Regions from separate parts of the Mus musculus genome. Here regions 1, 2, 3, 4, 6 and 7 are each linked to region 5. A link is a contact called in public Hi-C, HiChIP or PLAC-seq and promoter capture Hi-C data. All regions are on one chromosome and are shown on one strand. The core of a region is the stretch at or near the end of the contact, and the rest is flanking DNA. Distances in the headings are between cores, read along the strand shown.

Region 1 (3,009 bases), core at 131-2,630, 470 kb before region 5:
AGTTCTCACTTGGTGGCCCTAGGCTTGGGCACTAAGGCAGAGAGTAATGCCCTTAGGGGCTTGAGTGTGGATTCAAAGGGAGTTACATAACCAGGGCTGGAAAGGACTTCCTCTGGAGATTTCCAAACCTCTCGGTTTGTGAGTGGCATCCTCCTGCCTCATGGCCTTGGGCTGGATGCACTGCGCAGAGTCAGCCCTGGAAGAATCTCTCCCCAGAAAATGTAAGAAACCATGATACAGGGCTAGCAATGGATCAATAGAACACCAATTAAAAGGGCACTTTTTGCTCTCTCATAGGACCTGCACCCACATGGTATCTTGAAACATCTGTAAACTCCCTTCCCCTTTCCTGATCTCTGCAGGCACCAGGCACACGAGGTGCACAGACATACAGACAGGCAAAACATTCACATATATAAAATAAGATATTTAAAAAAACAACCAGCCAAAAACCTTATTTATTTATTTATTTATTTATTTATTTATTTATCTATTTATTTTGATGAGATCAAGTACAGAGCCCCTTACATGTTGTGAATCCCACCCACCACTGAGCTACATCTTCTGGCGCCTTAATTGATTTTGGTTTTAGTTTTGGTTTTCTCTGAGACATTTTACTTTGTAACCTAGGCTGGCTTGGAACTCATTATGAAGACCAGGTTGGCCTCCAAATGGTGGTAGTCCCACTGCCTCAGCCTCCTGAGTGTGTTGGCATCACAGCTGGAAGATTCTTTAACATATCGATTTTGAATAGTCCATTTTGAATGCTCTTTTCCAATTTAATTTAGGAAACAATTTGATGCCAAGTCTTTACTGGCTGTTATAGGTTATCCTAGGCTACTGTGTCCCGCCAACAGTTCTGTTCTCAGATTGCTTGATGGAAAGGTACTCCTGTAAAAAGGACTGTTGGGACTTGAACATGACAATACCCATTATGACTGGACTTCCAGCCCTGGCTTCGGGGCTCTTTGTCCTGTACAGAGCTGTTCCAGTTCAGGATACTGTTCCTCTGTTCATTTCACAGCCAGGTACCCAGATTGAAGAAGTGAGCTGTGTGCGTTAGGAGGGAAGCAGGCAGCATCGAGGTAATGTGATTTCGGGTAACCTAAAAGAACTATTGATTGCCTGCAGTCAAGTGTACTAGGTGCCAAGGGGACACAGCTTTCCTCTAGCTGGCTGGGCGAGCTGCTGAAGGAAGAGTTGGCCTCCTGCTGAAGCAGTCATGACAAGCAGAAGCCTGGCAGGTTTGTCCCTGGGTAGATGGATCACCTGATACAGACACTGGGGACCAAACGCTGGGATTGGCTCAAAACAGGGCTGTGTTGCTCCAATGGTTGGGCTTTGGCATCCTGTCAATTTGCTGTCTGCTCAAAAGCCTAGAAATAGCGCTGGGGCAGTCTGCCGGACTCTGAGGAAGGAAGCAACCATGCAAGTGCTAACGAAACGCTATCCCAAGAACTGCCTGCTGACAGTCATGGATCGGTACTCCGCGGTGGTGCGGAACATGGAGCAGGTGGTGATGATCCCCAGCCTTCTGAGGGATGTGCAGCTGAGTGGGCCTGGGGGCTCGGTCCAGGACGGAGCCCCTGATCTCTATACCTACTTCACCATGCTCAAGAGCATCTGTGTAGAAGTGGACCACGGGCTGCTGCCAAGGGAGGAATGGCAGGCCAAGGTGGCTGGCAACGAAACCAGCGAGGCTGAGAACGACGCTGCTGAAACGGAGGAGGCCGAAGAAGACAGGATCTCGGAGGAGCTGGACCTAGAAGCCCAGTTCCACCTGCACTTCTGCAGCCTCCATCACATCCTTACCCACCTGACCCGGAAAGCACAGGAGGTGACGCGGAAATACCAGGAAATGACAGGGCAGGTTCTGTAGGTCTTTGACTCTTCTGAAGGTAATGGTGGCCGTGCTAGTGGGTTATACTCCATAAAGGGTGTTCTGAGGGAGGAGATAAATGGCGGTTTAGCTTAGTAGAAGGAGGCCAAGTGAGCCCTCACATCAGGGTATTGGGACTATCACTTGGGAAGGCCCAGAACTGAGCCTAACTTCTCAGCCTTCTCACCCAGTATTGAGAAGAAATGACCGTGACCTCCTACAGAGGACAGAACTGTAGTCTCTGAACACATCCCTCCTGAGTGTGTGTGTGTGTGTGTGTGTGTGTGTGTGTGTGTGTGTGTGTGTGTGTGTTTGGAGTGGGGGTGCATGTATGTGGAGGTCAGAGGACAGACAACATATGGGTCTGAGGGGTTGAACTCTGATCATCAGACTTGCTGGCAGGCATCTTCATCTGCTGAGCCATTTGGGGCATACATGGCGTGCTCTGGGGTGTCTGCAGAGGTCAGAGGATGGATCTGTGGGGTCAGTTCTCTCCCTCTGGCTTTAATGTGGGTTCCAGGGATGAAGCGCAGATCTCCAGGCTCGGGAAGATGAACTCCACCTGCTGAGCTATCTCACCACCCCAGACTCAGTCATAGCTACTCTTCCCCGGCTTCCTTTCTCCTTTTTATTTTTTAATAGGGTCTCTCTATAAAGCCCTGCCTGACCTGGAAACGTAGAGATTCTTCTGCCTCAGGTTCCAGAGTACCAGCATTAAAGACATGCACACCATGCCCAGCTTTTATGTTAACTTAAAAAAAAAAATCTGATTATAGCATGGGCTGTCCCCAGAGTTGAGATACATACACTCTAACTCCAGGGCATGCGCCACTCCCAAACCTTAAGGCCACTGCTGCCATAGATCTCCTTTGCACACTAAATGCCAGCATTGCCTCAGTTGCTGCAAAAGTTCTGAATAAACCTACAAAGATGAGAGCTTTTTTAGATTTTGGTTATTTATGTTTTGGAAATGGAGTCTCACTAATTGTCCAAGTAGGTCTCCAACTCGGGAGGCTCCTGCATGTCTCCCAAATTCTGGGATTGCAGATATCACTGTGCCTGACTGCCAAAGATGAGGTTTGTTGCTTGTGTTTTGCAAGTGAAGAACCTTACCAAGGGAGATGTATTTG
Region 2 (2,942 bases), core at 241-2,740, 400 kb before region 5:
CATCCTGGAGCTCACTATGTAGATCAGGCTGGCCTCAAACTCACAGGGATCCAAGTGCTAGGACTCATGCCTAACTAGAAAAATCTTTCAAGCAAAGCAGAAAGCATGCAGATTTTAGCAGCCTCTAGAGTATCAATGGGAGCTCCAGGTATGGTTTCCCTTGCTCTGCCTCATTGTGTCCTGGGACCTGGGCATGGTTTGCAGCGCAGAAAACGGGAGTGCAAGATTCTCCCTCCCTCTTGGCCTCCTTCCAGTTCCTTCTCCTCTCACAGGGCTTCTAGGACAAAGTAATTAAGGCTGGACAGCTTAAACAAAGGCAGATGATTTCCTCATTTCTCCAGAGTCTTGGGGCCCTTGAACAAGGTGTCAGCAGGGTTGATTTTTTTGAAGGCCTCTCTGCTTGGCTGGCTGATGGCCAGCTTCATGGCCTAGGTGGGAGAATGGGTGGCGATAAGATGGTAAACTCAGGAAGAAGTGAGCCTAAACAGTGCAGGGAACTGCACAGACTCACAGTGAGGGTTTTAGCTAGGCCACGACGGATTTTACTTCACCTATGACAACGGCAAGACACAAGCTGATTTTATGTTCTATCACATAGGAATAGAAGCTGATAATTAGACTCTTAATTGTTAAGTTTTATCCTGATTTTATTGATACTGGAATTTGAGACAAATATATGTATTGATCGATGAGAGATAGTATGTCTAGTTTTCTGGCTCTTGGCAGCAAGATCTACTTAAGAAGGAGCGGTGTGGGTATTTGGGTGGAGCCTAAGAGTCTGGCTGATATTCAATATCAGGTTTCTGCAAAGGAGTAGAAGGTGTAGGGTCAGGCTGGCAATCACTGGCAGAACTATCCAAATCTGGCTGTTAGGGAAATCTAAGCACTGCTTATGTCCCACTTGAGTTTTGGTGGGTCCTAGGAAATGAACCTATGGCTTTGAGTTCTTGTTTCAGAGCTACTACTCACTGACCAAGGGGTTGAAAGGAGAAAGGCTTCCAAGTATGAAGAGAAGCTTTTATGTACAGCATAGTGGGTAAGAGAGGAGAGGCGTCAGGGGCCCTGGAGTCTGGCCTTGCGAAATTTACCGAGCTGAGGACCTCCCATGGCTACAGCTGCCTGGAGAGAAAAACAAAGAATGCAGGCAGGAGGCAGTCGCACTCTCTGTGGCAGCACAGGCTGGCCTCAGCTGGTCATCTTCCCGACTGCAGGCATTTTCATGTCCATTTCTACACACCGCCATCGAGACTGAACAGGACAGTGCTGCTGTTTCAAGGTGCGCGGCAGAGCCAGGATCCAAACTTTCTCTGTTGGACTTTTACAGCAGATCTCTTTCCTCTCCATCTTAAGTGGCCTGTCCCAAGCTTGCTTTCAACTTAGTGTTTTTGATTCTGTGCCAAAAGTAGCCAACAAATGTGACATTCTGGAAAGTCCCTGAAGGTTCTGCTTTCTGTCACCAGCTGATTAAAAATGAGCCTGTTGTCTTCCTCAGCAAAGTTGGGTCTGGGAGCGTTGCTTGTCTACTCTGGCTTCCTGTCAAGGAGGCAGCGACACCATGAGCCACACCCTCACAAAAGCTTCTCGAGGGCTCCTGGTGTGACCTACTCTTTGAGTGACTTCACTTTGCCTGGCCACTTATCCCTATAGCACTTAGTGCAATCCAGTCCACACTGGGAAACACAGTGTAAAATAGTCTTATGATGGCTCATCAACTTAGCATCTTGGTTACACGTTCATGACACAAGATGAAAGGCTGACTGGAAACACAAGAGTCCAGTCCTCTGCCTGACAGATGCCTGAAACCAAACATGGCTTTTTCTGAGCTCTGCTGGGATGTTTCTATGGTAGGAAGGTGATCTTACCATCCAGCTCTGGCTAGAAAAAGACTTCTAGCTCGTAGATAGAATAGCTGCTATGTTGCATTTTGCTGAGGAAGCTTTCAGGCCCAGGACAGTGAAGAGATTCACTCAAAGTCATTTGCAAAAGGAAAGTCTGATTGTGAGCCTTGGCACTGGGCATCCTATTCTGTCCTTGGCTTCACAGTTGAATGGATATAACTTTGAAAGGGGACTCAGTCTGATCAGTTCCTAGGAAGATTTTTTTTCCCCCAACTAGGCCACTTAAATGCTACTTAATTAAATGTAATGTTAGCTAAAAGCATATTATGTGCAGGGCACTGTACTTCAGTGTGACCACAGGCAAGTCATTTCACCTGCTTGCACCCCAGTGTCTTCATCTATGAAACCAGGTGCAGCTACAGCAGCTTCTCTTCAGAGGTTAAATGAGGGCAGAGAGGTAAATTTGGTTGTAAAGAGCGAGGTGATATGTCTCTGGAAGCATCACCAGGCTGGCCAGTCTGCTTTTGAGGTAGGTCCATGCTACATGGAGCCCGCCTCTCTTTCCCACCAGCCTTCCCAAATGTGGCTATATGGGTTTTATGATCTCACAGATCACATCTATGGGATATGTTTGTTGTTTAGCAGAGTTTGCAGATGTCATAGTTTGGGTGGGGGGAACATAATAAACAGAAAGGTTTATAACCAATAGGAGAAAGCCTTGTTTCAGTGCTGAGGATAGGACCTAGGGCTTTGTACATAGTTTGGTGAGTATCCTGGCTCTGAAACAGACCCTAAAGGATACAACTTTTTCCCTCATAGTTTTAGAGGCCATTAAGTCTAAGATTGAGGTACATTACGTATCCATCGAAAAACTATGCATTAAATCAGCTTTCCGTGACTATAAAAAGTATCTGATATAGGTTCTTATGAAATAAAGAGAGATTTGGTTTTTGTAGTCAGGGATAAAACCTAGTGGTTACCTAGCAAGCACAAAGCCCCGGGTTCAATTCCCAGTAACTATCAAGTTTCCTTAGATTGGATATGGTGATCCACGTGTGTAGTCCTAGCACTTAGGATGCTAAGGAAGGATTGTCACTTGGGGGC
Region 3 (3,144 bases), core at 619-3,118, 380 kb before region 5:
CATTTTTTTTTTTTTTTTTTAACTTTGTTTAGTTAGACCTATCTTCACCTTCCCGGACTTGTGCACCAACAGGACTATTTATGTCCCTGTTTTGGAGATAAACACTTTAAAACTTTTCATTTTGAAAATACTCCCTTGAATTTTCACTTTGGAATCAAATGTGTAGGACAATGTCTAATTGGCTGTCATGCTGCCAAGGCCATGGTGGCTTCCACTGTGCAGGGGAAGGGACAGAGCACCGGGTTCAAGTGAGTGACGACTGCCGATCACCTAGCAGCTTCCCAGCCTTACCCAGGGTGATCTCCAGGATAGGGCTTTGGCCCAGAGCTCTGCAGACTTCCCCTTCATCCTTTCACACCCAACAGCTGACGGCCACCTTGCCCTGTCCTATCTCTGAGAGGCCTACAGGCTGCTCCCCTCAGTTCACACAAGGGGCACTGGGATTTGTGCCCATCAGGGCGGGGTGGGGGTGGGCTGGAAGAAGAGACCACCCAACCTGAGGCATTTCCTTGCTTGCACAGAAATGCTTTGTTGAAGATGGTCCCAACACCATCCCTCAACCGCAGGCAGAACTTTCCCTAGCCACCCTGGCTCATCTTGTGGTTTTCCTCAGGCACCCACACCTCCTTTCAGCTTTCTCTTCCTGTGGCCTTCCCACTCCTCCCAACAGTGATAACTGTAAACAAAGGGCTTTCAAATAGCTCCAGCCTGAAGACACCATAGAAGGGTTGCCTTGTAGCTGGGCATTGAAAGTGCTAGGGCACAGGTCCTGGAGCACAACTTTGGATGGGTGGGGCATTGGATTGCCTTGTAGCTGGGCATTGAAAGTGCTAGGGCACAGGTCCTGGAGCACAACTTTGGATGGGTGGGGCATTGGGTTGCCTTGTAGCTGGGCATTGAAAGTGCTAGGGCACAGGTCCTGGAGCACAACTTTGGATGGGTGGGGCATCACAATGCTTGCTTCTTTCCTGTCACCCCAGACCAAACCTCTGTTTCCCCTGTGGGCAGAGAAAGGCAGGGTCTTTGAAGGCTTTTGGGGGCAAGTCACTTATCAGGTGTGTTGCTCAACTGGAAACAGTTATCACGGTGAGGCCTTGGCGGGATGTGAGTAGAATGAGTATGTGTGTGACGCACTGAGCTCCAGGGATGGGCTCTTTATTTCTAGTCACATGGAAAGAATGGTGCTGTGTACATCCACACGCCCTGGGTTCACTAGAGCTGGGAGGGGTCCCTGTCATCCCTGTGGTCCGCCTCGCGCTCGCCCACCTAACCCAGCACCCACTCCTCAGCTCTGGAACCGGTCCCTTCTGATCAAACAAGAGGTCCCCTTCTCACCTAGAGACTCGGCTCCTCTTCCTAACCCACCAAAGGCTCCTCCCACAGCGCATCCCTTTCTCCAGCCCCGCCCCTCAGGTGGTTCGGTCTACCCCCTCACCCCGAAACGCGCCCCTCCCCCGCGGCCACGGGCGGGGCTACCCCATTTCACAGATGAGAACAGCGAGGCTGCGACAGATGACCTTTCACGGCAGGACAGGTGCCCGGAAAGACATGTATGCGTCCGCTGGGTCCAGAGCCCTCCCCGAAACCCCTGCGCACCGCACCCACCTCCTGCCCTCGCTCGGCAGCCTCCCCTCCAGCCAGCGCAGCTTCGCTAGGGGGTGGGCCGGGCTGGGGCAGGGGCGGGTCGTCCCGGGCCGCGCGCTGGCCGCCGGGACTTGTAGTCCCCTCTGCGTTCCTTCCTGTGCCGCGTGCCGGGCCCGGACTCCACCTCCCAGGAGGCTACGCGGAGAGCCAGCCCCCTACTGGCCCGCCCCGCCGGCACTGGGACCAGCTGGCCTTAAAGGGGACGCGGCCCGACTGGGAGCTCGCAGGGTAACCCCCGCTGTGGCTCCGCCCCGTTTCCCCGCACCTCACCCCTCTCCCAGTTCCGTCCCGCAGCTCTGAGACCGCGCAGTTGCACTGCCCAGGTCCATCTAGGGTTGTGCGGAGCGGGGTGGGTGGAGTTGGACATCACAAAGTAGCAGCAGCATCCCTGCGGTCTGGGACCCCTCGGTAGGGGAGCGGAGGACCCGCCCTGACCTCGACTGGCCCAGCCTAGTCTAGTCCGGCCCATGCGCCCCGCCCAGGAGTGGGTTCTAAGGTAAGGCCCTCTGAAGTCTAGGAGTTAAGGGGGCTTTGGGTGTTTGAGTGCTCATGTCGGGGGGCGGGGGCAGTGTCTGCACTCTTGACATTTCGAGTGCTCCTTACTTATCTTTAGGACTCTGAGAGCACGAGATTGGAAGGTGGGGGATCTAGGTGCTTCTGGGCCTTTGCTGTGTGACCTTGGCCTTCTAACTGCCCCTCTCTGAGCCTTAACCATCTCCTTCATCAACTGAGTAGTTCCAGCTTCTGTACCTCTCAGTCCTGAGAGCAGCCACAACTAGAACCATGACGCCTGGCAATCTTTTTGCGGAGAACCCCCAGTCTGGGCTAAACAGGCGTAAGGAAGGAAGAGAGGGGGCCCAACTGGAGTAGACACTGAGGATCCAGAGGCAGTCTGATCATCTTTGTCCTGGAGTCCGGGGGCCTTGACATCGCTTGCAGATTGCAGAACTGAAGCTTAAGCGCCTGTCCTCCCTCAGAGAAAGTCTGGGCTGGGAGTGGGGGCTGGGTTAGCAGAGGTTAGTGAGTGGTGGCTCTGTAATCAGGGGCGAGTGTGGACAGTCCCAGAGGGGACTTCTCTTCATCTTCTCTTCCATCTCTCTAATTCCTCTTCAGTAACAGGGTTGTTCTTGCCTGTCACTAGCAAAGCCCTCACTCCTGTCTTTCCAGGACCCAGCCTGGGGCTGGTCGAGGCCTCCTAGGGGGAAGGGTGCCATGCTAGGGTTGCCTTGGTAAGACACTGAGTTAAAACACATTCTGCTGCCAAGAGACCCGAGTGAACCCTGGCGTCCATAGGAGTCAGGGTGTGGGGGCATGAATGTGAGGGGCTGAGAGGACAGCAGATGAACCCCCTCCTCCCCAACGCAGGGCAGGGACCTGCAGACCCTCCCTCCTCCCCTTTGAGGAGATCTGGGAACAGCAGATCCAGGGGCTAACCAGGAGCTGGGGTTTCTTATTGTTTTTTCTGCCTTGTTTGTATGGGCCATTTCTGGAATGGCTGAG
Region 4 (2,927 bases), core at 68-2,567, 350 kb before region 5:
CCAGGCTCCGTGGGAGATCATAAGTACTGTCTTTGAATTCTGTATTGTGTCGGCTTGGCTTGGGAAGGCTATAGAAGCCATGGACTTGACCTCCGACGCCGTTGATACAGTGTCCATTGCTCTGGGCAAGTTTTTGCACAGCTGTATCACTCTTCTGCCGGGTGCCCTGAGAGAAGCTGGCACTCCTAAAGGAGAGACAAGAAGGGGACAGTGAGAAGAGGACAGAGGATGTTCAATGCACGCAGCTCGTTGTTGTGGGAATACTGAGGAGTCAGGCAGACCCCAGTTCTTCCTAGTCCCTACCACATATTAACTGTGTAATCTTAGGACTTTTACTTTAGGCATCTCCAAAATAGTAATTCAAATCATCTGAAGATTCTTTAGGAAGTCAACTCTAGTGTATTTAGCAGGTGTATGCTCCAGCAATGTTAACCTTTTTGAGCCCCTGGACTTCTCTGTGGCTGTTCCTAGCAGAGAATATGGTCATTCCTGGGCCCCAGAGATGCAAATAAACAGTCATACTGATAACCTGCTCACTCTCTGAATGACCAAAGAGCACACATATGGCAAGTTGTGGGAGAAAACAGAAAATCTGAGTTTTAGTTTTTTCTCTTTAAAGTCCGCTCGTGGGCACTGGTGCTTGTATTTTAAAGAACCAATTTAAATTTAAGCTATAGGCTTTATCTTCTACCAGGAATCATGGTTTGTTGAGAAGAATCTGGTTCTCTCCAGAAATCTAAAACTGTTGGTAAAATGACTTCCATTTGAGAACTCTAGTAGGGTAGAAAATGGTATTGCTTTTATTCATTTTAAATGATGGTACTGGGAAGCAAGGCCACCTTTAACGACAGTAACAGTGAAGGGAAGTTTATACTTAGTCCTAGCATTGCTACCTGTGAACATCAGCATGATGTTCTCCTAGGTACGAGACCTAGTCTTAGTTACAACCTGGGTCAGAGGCTCTGTAAGCCTTCCATTTCACAAGAGTGGTTGTTAAACTGGGTTCTGCATAAGTACTGTGTTAAGCTGGAGGATGAGTAGCAGGGAACCAGGCCTGCTTTCTGTCTCTGATGATCCTTCGGAGGATTTCATCTGAGCGGGAGACAAGGGAATCAACCCTCAGCAGTAGTTCTGTCTTTTGTAGACCAGAGGTATCTTCAGAAACCTAGTAAGCTCTTGGAGACTTTACCAGAATAAGGTGCAGGTTCACACTCACACCTCTGTGTTCTCCTGGGTGATGTTTGAACTGAGAACCACTGGTGGATCATCATCTGCTTTCCCTTAGCTCCCTCGCGAGGAACTTGCTATTTATAGATGTGGCCACCAGGTGGTAGTAGAGAACAGTGCCTAGAAGTTTAAACAGATGAATGGAACCAAGTATGCTGGCCAGGTTCCCCTTAACATGGGCCACTGGTGGTCCTAATATTCAGTCCCCCCAAATTTACCAGCCCCTCTACCTAGGTTTTTGTGTTTGTTCTCCCTTTCCAGTCACTTCCATTCACATAACCAAGCCAAGAGCTAAGGCCCAGGATAGATAAACATCACAGCTGAGGCAGGAGAATCAATGGCAGGTACAGAGTGTTCATATTTGTCCTTGGTATGTTTTATCTTATTATTGTTTTTGAATTTCCAATTCTCATTAGATGTCTTAATCTGATTTTTTCATTCGACAAATACTTGTTGATGTCTTCCTCCCCATCTAGGCTAGACACAATGGATACAGAGGTGTTGTGTGCTTAGAAATCACAGGAGATGCCATCCCTGCAAATTACCACAGTCAAGTATGAGTCTGTCAGTGGCCACATATTAACCTTTCCTGGTGGGGTCATGTTAGAAAGGCCTTTTCACAGACATCACATCTGAGTGAGTCGAGAAAAAAGAACAGCAAAACAAAATAAAGGCATTTCAGTTTGGGGCCAAAGATGTTTAAAACAACTTGGCAACTTTAAGGCTCTCCATGCTGCTCAGGCTGGAGGAAGCATGCTGGAAGGCAAGGCAGACAGAAACACAGATACTGCATCTCATGCACATAGAATCCAAATTACCAATCTCATAGGAACAGAGCATAATGAGGCTACCAGAAGCTAGTATTGTAATAAAATCATACAATAGTATCTGTTAATTTAAAAAGTGGGGTTAGTGGGATTTAGCTATATAAAGATTGCAGTTCAGGAAGACGCCCCAGCAGTGGCAGAACCTCCTAGGTGTGTTGTTCTGCAGTAAAAATGAACATTTTCCAGAATGCACCAGTCACCTTCTGTGATGGTTTGTAAATTCTTGGACCAGGGAGTGGCACCATTTGGAGGTGTGGCCTTGTTGGAATAGGTGTGACCTGGTTGGAGTAGGTCTGTCACTGTGGGTGTGGGCTTAAGACCCTCACCCTAGTTGCCTGGAAGTCAGTCTTCTACTAGCAGCCTTTGGATGAAGATGTAGAATTCTCAGCTCTGCCTGTTCCATGCCTGCCTGGATACTGCCATGTTCCCACCTTGATGATAATGGACTGAACCTCTGAACCTGTAAGCCAGTCCCAAGTAAATGTTGCTTTTTATAAGACTTGCCTTGGTCATGGTGTCTGTTCACAGCAGTAAAACCCTAAGGAAGACACCTTCCTTCTTCAATTCATTTCTGCCTTGACTCTGGTCTTGGGAAACCAGAAATGATGATGATTACCCATAATGATTTTTCACATGTTCAGGTCTTACCCAATCTACTCCAACTTATTTCCTTCTGATTTTTCTTCTGGATCAGAGTGCTAATGACTGACCTGACACTTACTTTCTCAGACTTTAAAGAAGTTTGTTATTGGGCTGGCGAGATGGCTCAGGGGTTAAGAGCACCGACTGCTCTTCCGAAGGTCCCGAGTTCAAATCCCAGCAATCACATGGTGGCTCACAACCATCCGTAATGAAATCTGATGCCCTCTTCTG
Region 5 (2,850 bases), core at 137-2,636:
CAAGTAATAAACCCAAAGAAATGCAAGGAAGAACAGCTTGGTCATAGTGCCAGATATCAGGAATATGGGTAAGACCTATTAGTTTATTTCAGTAATTCAAGAGGAAACAGCCAAGCACCAGTCTTACTCTTTCTGTGCTTTTAGGAATTTATTCAAAGCTGTCACAAATAACAGCATCTAACACTGACTGAGAGGCCTCTGTTCTAAATAGCCTGTCTTCATTAACCCGTTTAATTTTCAGAACTCTCCAAAATATAGACTATTATCTCCATTTTCATAAGAGAAACTGGGGCCTGAGGCACTGTCGTGACATGCCTATAAGTAACAAGCTACATAGTAGGGCAAGCGAATTAAGCCAAGGCAACTGCAGCCCTTAGCTTGTCAAACTACAACATTCTGCTCTTTCTCCTAGTTTAAATACATGGAAATCTCAGGAGCCTGAGTGACTGAAATTGAAAAGGTATGGATTCTCCTGTGTCCAACTTGTGTACAATGAGCCGCAGTGAGCAACTGAGGATAGCTATGAATGCAGCCCAACACGGACTCGTAAACTTTGAGACTTTTTAACTGGAGGGTAGAGGCGGTAACTCAAGTATGAACTTGGTAGGTGGAGACCTCATGTTGCAATGTCAAAAGGCTGGACACACCTGGAACCACTATTTCCTGCCAGCCAGGTGAACAGGAAAAAAGGAAAGACAGAATTTCTGTTCTCAAGGAACTAGGGCAAAGCATCCCAAGTTATTACTATAAAACTAAATAAATAAATAAATAAATAAGGGAGTGTTCATTTCAACTTTTCCGCATGATTAAAGTGTTTACAAGAAACCCCTAGGTGTCATGAAAACTCAGCTGCTGCACTTGTGATCGTCAGAACGATTTGCAAAAATAACAGTGCGGTCCCAGAAGTGTAGACTCTGGAGACAGCTCAAGTCAAGCAAGCTCAGGCAGCAGTCTTTCCACACACCCACCTGCACCGTTACGCACTCCCCTCTCGCGTCCTGGACCCTGAGGGCGTCCCGCACGCGCATTTTGGCAGACGCGCGGGGCCTGGGGCAGGAAACGGAGGAACAGAGGCGCAGCGCGCCGAGCAGGCGCCGGGCCCCGAGCATGGCGAGACCGGACAGGGTTCCACGGGATGCCGGGCTACGTCCCGGCTCACAGTCCCCGAGAGCAGCCTTTTTCAGCCGCGCAGTCCTGCCGTCATGCGCTCCTGTCGCTCTTCCCTCCGCGCCCCGAGCAGTTCCCACGGGACCCCACCTCCGCGTCCCGCTCCCGAAAGCACAGAAGGTTCGACTACACGGAACACAGCGGTCAGTGTCACACCGTACATGGGACCGGAGTGCAGACCCAGACTTAAAGCACGTTGCAACTGAGCTACGTCACCCCGTGCTCGCTCTTCCGTCATCACGCTGGGTGGAGTCTGAGCATGCGTGATTGTGTCCGGGAGCTCGTGAGGCGCCGCACCGGTAGGGGCGGTGCAGGAGCTGAGGTGGGCGGGGCTAAGGCGCAAGGGCTGTCTCAGGTTTCTCAGAAATAGCTACTGTTGGGTCATCTCTAGGGAGACTGAGGAATACTTGTGGGCAGTATTGACAGATGCAGAAGGCAAGTGTCTGTGCAGAGTCTTAGGGGTGGAGAGGAGTTCTGAGCTCTGGGAAGTCAGTCTCCAGACGTAGTACCTGCTGAAGTCACTGTTGGGTGGTAGCCAAACAATTCGTTGCTTAAAAAGGAGCTTTGCCTGCCAGAATGGGCAAATCTTTTCTCTTACTTGCATTTGTTTGAAAAGAAAAAAATGGCCTTTGCATATATTCAGCTACATTTTAAGTTTACACAAAAATATTTTTTCGTAACTCAGTGAGACACATGATAATGCTTTTATCTAGTTAAACAAGAAAAGGTCAAAATAAGGACTAATTAAGTTGCCACGATGAGACACCATACATAGTCCTGTTCATCAAGGAGCTTATGATGAAAAGATGTTGGTTGGGGAACAGAGACAGAGAGGGAGAGATAGAGACACAGAGACAGACAAAGAGACAGTGAGACAGAAACCGAGAGAAACCATCACATTATACCCAGCAAGAGCACACATAGATATGTGTGTGGTAAGTGGAGTGGCGACCCAGAGAAAGAGATAATTAGGCTGAGTTTGAGGAAGGTTAGAATTTTTCCAGATGAGAATGTCAGAAATTTTCCTGTAAGAGGAGGACAGGAAAATCTGCTGGGAAGGAAAATGGCCTGAAAGAATTGTAAAACTCTTCTCTGGACAGACTTGAAAATATCTCCAATAAAAATACTTTGGGGCACTTCTGGAACCTTGAGAAAGGAAAAATCAAAAACTTGTAGCCTTCCAAATATGTAGAGATAGCTTATATCTTAAAGTATAAAAGTATATTCGATACCCCCCCCAAAAAAAAAAGTGAAACCAGCAACCAGCAAGCTCAATTTCTCTTCAGGTTAATTCTTCTGTCTCATCTTTCTTCCTCCTCTTTGCTCTGCTAAGTCTCAGGGAGACTATCTTCCTCTACTTAAGGCAAAGGGTTAATTAGGAAACTAAGCAGAGAACCATTGTTCAGTAACTCAAGGGAAAGGGACCCCAGTGGGTAAAATGGGAAATTAGCAGTGGGTAATCTAAAGTGTGTAGTGAAAGCTGATCACTGCCTGCAAGCTTTGTGCTCAGACCCAACTGCTCCCGTTTATCCTTTACTGTGTTAAATTCTATCTTCTGATTTGCTTTCAGTGTTTGGATCCACACGTCTGCCTTTAGATTCATCGCCTTCCCGATAGCAGCAGGAATGACATTTCTAACGTGAATGTTGTACCGTGCCAGCCATAATGATAGGTAGAGTGTCA
Region 6 (3,211 bases), core at 426-2,925, 500 kb before region 5:
ACGGGGAACTAGGAGACGAATCCTGGGGCTCTCTGAGGGTAGGATGTCAGACCAGAGACTATAAAATAGTAAATTGGAAGAAAACCATCTGCCACTCAAAGATAGATGTTGTGAAACTTGTCTGTTTTATTCCTTAGTTCTGTGCTAGAAAAGACTTCTTTAAAAATACTTACGCTACAGGGGAGAACCCCGATGGATCTATGGCTCAGTGTGGTCAGCAGCAGGGACGACCACCAGAAATTTAACAAAAATGAAACTGACTAGGTAGTCAAATTAATACTTGGCAAAGAAAAATAAAAACTGAAGCAGAGCTATAGCTCAGTGGTAGCACACTCCCTTAGGATGTATGACATCTGGGTTTGACCCCCAGCAAAACACACACATACAGGCACCCCACTAGGAAAGAGGAAAGGAAGGAAAGAAGGGGACAACAAAACCTTCCCTGAATGGAAGTATAATTAAACCAAGTTTCAAAGAATGTACACAGATAGCAAGCAGTTCATCAAACAAACCCACAGCTCAAAACCACAAAGCACAAAAGGAAACAAGGCAGAGGGGGAAAAGTCAACAGAAACCTGTGGGGGCCCCTTAGTGCTGAGACTGTTGGGATACAGTGGGAGCTTACTTAATGTCATTAAACAAATAAAAGCAAGCATCTAAAACCTGAGCACACTGGGCTGCAGGCACGGCTAAGTGGTGGAGCGCTTGCCTAGCGTGCACCAGGCCCGGAGTCCCATCCACACAGCTACAAAACAAAAACCAAAGAGTGACTTAGACATGAGTAAAGAACAAGGACGTACGAATTTTTAAAAAGACCACGGAGATTTTTAAAAGTCAAATAGACCCACAAAAATGAAAAGCTCAAGTAGCCGAAATAAATCATAAGTGCAGTTGAGAAGGAACTCAGGAAACGCCCTTGAAGGAGCAACGGTGTATATGTATACTATTCTTAGGCAAGAAAATTGGAAAATAGAAGAACAAAATGCCTGAACTTGTGGGGATGAAGGAAAACAGGTGCTCAAACCTTGCTGATTGGAATATGAACTGCTGTGACCTTTAGACATTAATTGGCCATCTCTACCAAAGGGGTGGGGGAAAGAACCCTACTTTTGGGACTCCATCCGACAGAGATAACAAAAAGCACCGTTCTGAAGGGTATGTGGGTGAATGTATTTGCCACTGATCTGTTTGTGTTAGCAAAATTAGATAGTTAACAGTTGACTAAATCACAGTCTGTCTGTGCCATGCAATGTTATGTGTTAAAAAGAGAGATGGGGGCTGGAGATATGGCTCAGCAGTTAAGAGTGCTTGCTGCTCTTTCAGAGGAGGAGAGTCTGGTTCCCAGCGCTCACATCAGGATCTTCACAACTACCTGCTAACTCCAGCTCCAGGGAAGCTGATGCCCTCTTTTAGCCCCATCCACCCACCCACAGGCACATGCACACCCCACATGCACACATACCTGTAATTCCAGCACTTGGGAGGTAGAGGCAGGAAGAGAAGATAGTCAGAGTTCAACATCATCCTTATTCTTGGCTACATAGCAAATTTTAGGCCAGCTTGGGATACACTGTTGGGTTCAGGGTAAAAGTTGAGAAAACTCATTTCAGATATGGAAGCTTAAAAATGAAAGCTTTGTTTTCTGAGCACTCAAGGAGGTGGCCAGTTCTGGATCTGAAACATGTCTGAGAAGAGGGATTGTACACCATCTTTAAAGGATGGGAACACAAAGCAAATGGGGGCTGGGGGGGGGTGCAGTGTTATCTAGTTGTGTGTGACATTGTGGGTTAAACAAGGGAGTAGCCATCAGAGACTGGGCTGCATCCAAGCACCTGGCTTCAAGGTCCTTGATTCACTCTCCTAAACATTAGGTCCGGAGCCCAGACTGATAAGGGAAAAGGAGCTGCTTGGCTGCACGTAGTCAATTAGGGCAGAACAGGCAATTGTTTATGCAGTTATAGAATGTATGCACTTTCTGTATTCTTTACCAGGTAATAGACAATTGAGAAAACAGAAGTGGGATAGGTGTTCATTCCTAGGCCTGGGAGCATGAACTTGTTTGACCTGCCAGCAAGATGGACAGGTTGTCCCTGAGATGTGTGGACTCAGACAACTGTGTATAACAGAAGATGTTCAGCCATTGGGAAGTCCCCAGCTGCCCTAAGGCCTGGGACCTTGAATTTATTTTTCTCCCTTTGATTAAAAGAGTCTGAAAGTGAAATGGTAGTACTTAAAATAAATTTCTTTTGCTTGTTCCCAACAACACGAGAAGAAAGAGACAAGAAAAAAGTAAGCCTGGAGAGGTGTCTCAGTAGAGCCATTAAAAATACTCACTATGGCTGAGTGTGGTGGTGCATGCCTTTAATCCCAACACCAAGGAGGTAGAGGCAGGGGATCCCTATGAGACAGAAGCCAGCCTATTCTGCATAACGAGTTCCAGGCCAGCCAGATCCTATCTCAAAAGAAAAACAGAAACAAAACAAAACCAAACAAGCAAACAATAAACAAACAAGACAATACAAGACAGCAAAAGCCAAAATCAACAACTCAGTATAGTGGTACAATTTGTAATCCCAGAGCTGGGGAAATAGATACAGAAGGATCCCTGGGGCCTGCCTGCCTGCCAGTCTAGTCTAATTGATGAACTCCAGACCAAGAAGAGACCCTGTGTAAAGACAGACAGGATGACACCTGAGTTGTCTTCTAGCCTCTACACACATACATACACATGCACATGTACATACACATATACATGCTGCTCCATAAACACGCACAGTTAAAAATAATAAAAAGAAAAATAGAATAGTATTACAGCAGTCATGTAGTGGGGATCTGCTGGTGAAAACCATAACGAGTATAGCAAACCATCCTCGTGCAAGTTTGTATCTGCATTTATCGGCATTCTCTGTGTAGCCCTGGCTGTCTGGGAATTCACTCTGTAGACCAGGCTGGCCTTGAACTCAGAAATCCGCCTGCCTCTGCCTCCCAAGTGCTAGGATTAAAGGCGTGCGACACCACTGCCCTGCTGGGATTTTCTTTATTGATGAGTGATGTGGAAGAACTCAGCCCACTATGGGCTGTACCATCCCTGGGCAGGTGGTCCTGGGGTGTGTAGAGGAATTTTAATCCAGCAACATGGCTACTCTGGTAAAGGGATCTCATCCAAAGACATTCTAGGCCTGTGGGATCCAGCTGGAATAGTACGCCTTTA
Region 7 (2,920 bases), core at 216-2,715, 450 kb before region 5:
AACCATTTCATTAGCATTCTTGTGCTGTGGTCCTTGGCGCCAACTGATGGTTTAGATTGCTGACAAAACTGACCCTCACCACTGAACTTCCTCAGTTCTCAAAAGTTTTCATGTCTTCCCCACCCAGAGAATAAACTGCCCTCGTCTGATAGCCTCTGCAGCCTTATCACTGTAATCTTGCAGCTAAGTAATCAAATTCACCCACTTTCAGAACGCCTTGCACACCCCACCCCCACCCCCAGACATACGAAGTTCTTTTAACTCTTGCTTGATATTCAAAGTTAAGTTCACATCTAGTGACATGATAAAGACATTTGCCACCAAGTCTGACTTGGGGAGTTCAATCCCCAGGGCTGACACGGTATTGGAGAGAGAACTAATTCAGGTTGTTATCTCCCCTCTACCCCCCCCCCCATATAAAGAATAACTATAACAAAGACAGTTAGTTTGCTTCTACATGTATCTTTGGAATTCTACAGTTCTTAGCACAGCTACATTGTGTAAGCTAAGCTATTCTCAATCGTGACCAGAAGCCAGTGACAAACTAGAATATACAGCTTGCTAGTTTATTGACAGTCTCCTATTCCAGAATAAGGGCAGTAGTAGCGTCTGGAGTTTTGTCCACATTAGTCCTCTCCCCAGACCTTATGAATCAAACCAATATTTTAACTGTATATTATTTCTATGCACTCCAACTCTGAGAAGCTCTGGTTCTAAGCACACACCAACACAACACAAGCTCCTCTCTTTAACTAGACCGTGGGCAAGGTGCTTTAACTCTGCTTGGGTCTCGTGCTCTCGTCAGTACAATACTTTCTCACGTCTGAGAGAAATGGGCTGGGCAACCGTTTAGCACGAAGTACAACGCGAACTGTGAGGAGCCCTTCTTGAGTCCTTCGCAGACTTAACCGTGGGGTTTAGAAGTCCCCATTGCACTGCACTTGGTTTTCTTCAATGTGGCTACTCTTGGCGCTGAGAACCCGAGAGGGGATGCACGCCCTGGGAGAGCCAGGCGCCCCCAGCTAGGCAGGAAGGCCTCGTAGAGCACAGATGACCTCAGCGGGCAACCCTGCAGCTCCTCGTCCGAGCGGGATCGCCCGCAGCCCTCACCTGCTCTCATCACCGGTCGCATCCGCAGCATGTTGTCCATCAGGCCCGTGCAGTAGCCCAACAAGCCCATGTAGACAAGCCGCGGGTCGTTCAGCTTGGGCGGGGGCAGGCTCCGGGCCTCGTCCGGCAAGAATTTTAAGGGCTCATGGCCCGGCCGGCCGTTCATCATCTTGAGGCAGGTTCCACGAGAGGTTTGACCTCGACTCCAACTATAGGAAAAACAACGACTCCAAACGCCGTGACCGAGCTACCGTCCTCCTCCGCGCTCTAGGCTGAAGGGCATTGCGTACGGCGGTGCAGCACCCAAAAGCTTCCCTGTGCGCTCAGCCTTAGCAACCTCTGCACGCGAGGTTCCGGGCTTCTAAGTGGCCCACAACGCGTGAAGGCTTGCGCTGACATTGTAGTGTGTGTGTGTGTGTGTGTGTGTGTGTGGGGGGGGGTTATAATAAATAACCCACAGTGGGCAAAGGCTAGGAAACATTGGTATGTATGTATGTATGTATGTATGTATGTATGTATGTAGTCCAGTTACCACAATCGAAATTGTCTCTCACTTACTTGCCCCCAGGCCTATGGCTCTTCAGAAAACATTATCTTAGCATCCAAAAATCAACATCTACAAGTGGTCATAATGGCTAGTTCATTTATCTAAAGCCTATAAAAGCAAGCTTTCTGGGGTTCCAGCAGTTCGTTTGCAGTTACTTCCCCCACCCCCAAAGCCTAAAATGAAGGTAAGGTCAGCACCAGGGTATTCGGAGGTCAGGAGCGAATCATTTACCCTAACCTTGAGATTCAGTTCTGGCGATAGTCTGCTAAAATGGTTCCCCCTAGGCCTTCAGGTCTATGTACGTGGCTGAGAGAAGTGTTCCCCAACGGATTAAGGAGTGAAAGAAGGAATTCCTAAAGTTCTATCAAGCGATTGCCTAGTCTCTTTCCGCTCACCTAAAATAAAGGACTTTCCGTACTTGAACATCTCCCTTTGGAAAGCCCTTCCTGATACTGAAAATGTATATGCTTCTAAGACAGGAGTACTAAATACCAGCTAAGAGTCGAGTGCGGGGATATTCCTCAATACTTGTACTCTTTGAGGAAAATCCAGTGAGACACACAGATAAAAGCAATGGAGCATGTGAGCAAATCTCTCTTAAAATCGTAGTGGTGCCTGTAATCCTAGCAGTTGGCAAGCAGTATGTCATTCTTGGGTACACAAGTCCCTGCCTAAAATAGATGAAACAGACAGACAATACATAAAAGCAATACAGTTGCATCAGCTTGCGCAGACCGGGGTTGAGTAAGAGAAAGGGAGACTATTTATACGGTCTGGGAATCTACCTAACTTTACCATGTAATTAGCAAGTTGAAATGGTTTTCTTTTCCCTGTATCTTTGTCCAACACTGGTCTGAACTGGAAGTTATTTATTTCTTTTTGAGATTTGCTCAAGGTTTTTCATCAGGTAATTATCAGAGCCCACTAGCTAATTATCCTTTCTTGGAAGGAGGAAGGGAATTTATAAGAACCAGGGCCAGAGTCTCCTTTAGTGCCCCGCCGTGAGAGTGAGACTCCACACCTCCACTGCTCACCTCTACCTTCTGCCTAACAAAGGCTGGGGTGGGGTCTTTCCATATCTCTGTGTAGCACTAACTGACCTGAAATTTGCTACTTAGTCCAAGATAGCTTCAAACTAATGGTAAGTGTCCTGCACCCCACCCCACCCCCACTCCCAGTGCTGGGAATATAGTCCTATACCACTCTAGTTACCTCCACTCCACCAAGAGGACTCTTTACTTTACTTTTCTTTTCTTTACTTTT

What was found. Promoter capture Hi-C pulls out the DNA fragments that hold promoters and counts their contacts. A called contact is a pair of places that touch in the nucleus more often than the background predicts. HiChIP or PLAC-seq counts read pairs in DNA pulled down with a chosen protein or histone mark.
Region 1: a contact with region 5 is called in an H3K27ac HiChIP or PLAC-seq map of cardiomyocytes, with 5 times the contacts expected there. The contact joins the promoter of Thrsp here to the promoter of Nars2 in region 5. A contact is called at or near these places in 5 of 39 promoter capture datasets (the C10 cell line, HPC-7-derived erythroid cells, neutrophils and 1 more), 3 of 484 Hi-C or Micro-C datasets (the G1E-ER4 cell line, cortical neurons and erythroblasts), 4 of 115 datasets of contacts at active chromatin or transcription factors (astrocytes, bone marrow-derived macrophages, cardiomyocytes and 1 more) and 1 of 9 other capture datasets (adipose tissue).
Region 2: a contact with region 5 is called in an H3K27ac HiChIP or PLAC-seq map of bone marrow-derived dendritic cells, with 6 times the contacts expected there. The contact joins the enhancer-like site here to the promoter of Nars2 in region 5. A contact is called at or near these places in 10 of 39 promoter capture datasets (the C10 cell line, the HPC-7 cell line, HPC-7-derived erythroid cells and 7 more), 1 of 15 datasets of contacts at CTCF or cohesin (large pre-B cells), 10 of 484 Hi-C or Micro-C datasets (the AML12 cell line, the G1E-ER4 cell line, the HPC-7 cell line and 7 more), 8 of 115 datasets of contacts at active chromatin or transcription factors (the 230-238 cell line, acute myeloid leukemia, bone marrow-derived dendritic cells and 5 more) and 3 of 9 other capture datasets (adipose tissue, liver and macrophages).
Region 3: a contact with region 5 is called in a promoter capture Hi-C map of the HPC-7 cell line. The contact joins the promoter of Usp35 here to the promoter of Nars2 in region 5. A contact is called at or near these places in 23 of 39 promoter capture datasets (the 3T3-L1 cell line, 3T3-L1-derived adipocytes, the C10 cell line and 15 more), 4 of 484 Hi-C or Micro-C datasets (CD4 T cells, bone marrow-derived macrophages, embryonic stem cells and 1 more), 17 of 115 datasets of contacts at active chromatin or transcription factors (the 230-238 cell line, the HPC-7 cell line, acute myeloid leukemia and 13 more) and 4 of 9 other capture datasets (adipose tissue, liver, macrophages and 1 more).
Region 4: a Hi-C map of bone marrow-derived macrophages shows a contact between it and region 5, with 29 read pairs. The contact joins the enhancer-like site here to the promoter of Nars2 in region 5. A contact is called at or near these places in 27 of 39 promoter capture datasets (the 3T3-L1 cell line, 3T3-L1-derived adipocytes, the C10 cell line and 16 more), 1 of 15 datasets of contacts at CTCF or cohesin (large pre-B cells), 47 of 484 Hi-C or Micro-C datasets (B cells, the C3H10T1/2 cell line, CD4 T cells and 37 more), 25 of 115 datasets of contacts at active chromatin or transcription factors (the 230-238 cell line, the HPC-7 cell line, acute myeloid leukemia and 18 more) and 4 of 9 other capture datasets (adipose tissue, liver, macrophages and 1 more).
Region 6: a FOXA1 HiChIP or PLAC-seq map of pancreatic cancer cells shows a contact between it and region 5. The contact joins the promoter of Kctd14 here to the promoter of Nars2 in region 5. A contact is called at or near these places in 8 of 39 promoter capture datasets (the C10 cell line, the HPC-7 cell line, HPC-7-derived erythroid cells and 5 more), 1 of 115 datasets of contacts at active chromatin or transcription factors (pancreatic cancer cells) and 1 of 9 other capture datasets (liver).
Region 7: a promoter capture Hi-C map of liver shows a contact between it and region 5, with 2.1 times the contacts expected there. The contact joins the promoter of Ndufc2 here to the promoter of Nars2 in region 5. A contact is called at or near these places in 10 of 39 promoter capture datasets (the C10 cell line, the HPC-7 cell line, HPC-7-derived erythroid cells and 6 more), 3 of 484 Hi-C or Micro-C datasets (bone marrow-derived macrophages, cortical neurons and erythroblasts), 4 of 115 datasets of contacts at active chromatin or transcription factors (bone marrow-derived macrophages, cardiomyocytes, extraembryonic endoderm stem cells and 1 more) and 3 of 9 other capture datasets (adipose tissue, liver and macrophages).

What each region holds. Positions count from the first base shown.
Region 1 is chr7:97,415,921-97,418,929 of GRCm38.p6, reverse strand. It overlaps Thrsp (thyroid hormone responsive), which reads left to right and starts at 1,380. Exons shown (of 2, transcript NM_009381.3): 1 at 1,380-1,898. The coding sequence starts at 1,427. The coding sequence ends at 1,879. Gm32945 (a long non-coding RNA gene) reads right to left here and starts at 277. Exons shown (of 3, transcript XR_378347.2): 1 at 1-277.
Region 2 is chr7:97,353,864-97,356,805 of GRCm38.p6, reverse strand. No RefSeq gene overlaps it. Among named protein-coding and RNA genes, the nearest start is that of Alg8, 16 kb to the left of the region's middle. Within about 2 kb of position 1,490, at least 115 of the 459 cell types and tissues checked have an H3K27ac peak or open chromatin away from gene starts, as enhancers often do. A contact at or near this core is called in the AML12 cell line, the HPC-7 cell line, acute myeloid leukemia and 6 more, where this site is marked.
Region 3 is chr7:97,330,833-97,333,976 of GRCm38.p6, reverse strand. It overlaps Usp35 (ubiquitin specific peptidase 35), which reads left to right and starts at 1,868. Exons shown (of 11, transcript NM_001177412.2): 1 at 1,868-2,140. Kctd21 (potassium channel tetramerisation domain containing 21) reads right to left here and starts at 1,654. Exons shown (of 2, transcript NM_001039039.3): 1 at 1,606-1,654.
Region 4 is chr7:97,296,086-97,299,012 of GRCm38.p6, reverse strand. It overlaps Gab2 (growth factor receptor bound protein 2-associated protein 2), which reads right to left. Exons shown (of 10, transcript NM_010248.2): 4 at 1-185. Among named protein-coding and RNA genes, the nearest start is that of Usp35, 35 kb to the left of the region's middle. Within about 2 kb of position 1,317, at least 4 of the 459 cell types and tissues checked have an H3K27ac peak or open chromatin away from gene starts, as enhancers often do. A contact at or near this core is called in the G1E-ER4 cell line and bone marrow-derived macrophages, where this site is marked.
Region 5 is chr7:96,950,063-96,952,912 of GRCm38.p6, reverse strand. It overlaps Nars2 (asparaginyl-tRNA synthetase 2 (mitochondrial)(putative)), which reads right to left and starts at 1,386. Exons shown (of 14, transcript NM_153591.4): 1 at 969-1,386. The coding sequence starts at 1,109.
Region 6 is chr7:97,449,798-97,453,008 of GRCm38.p6, reverse strand. It overlaps Kctd14 (potassium channel tetramerisation domain containing 14), which reads right to left and starts at 1,675. Exons shown (of 3, transcript NM_001136235.1): 1 at 1,463-1,675. The coding sequence starts at 1,524.
Region 7 is chr7:97,398,548-97,401,467 of GRCm38.p6, reverse strand. Ndufc2 (NADH:ubiquinone oxidoreductase subunit C2) reads right to left here and starts at 1,465. Exons shown (of 3, transcript NM_024220.2): 1 at 1,111-1,465. The coding sequence starts at 1,279.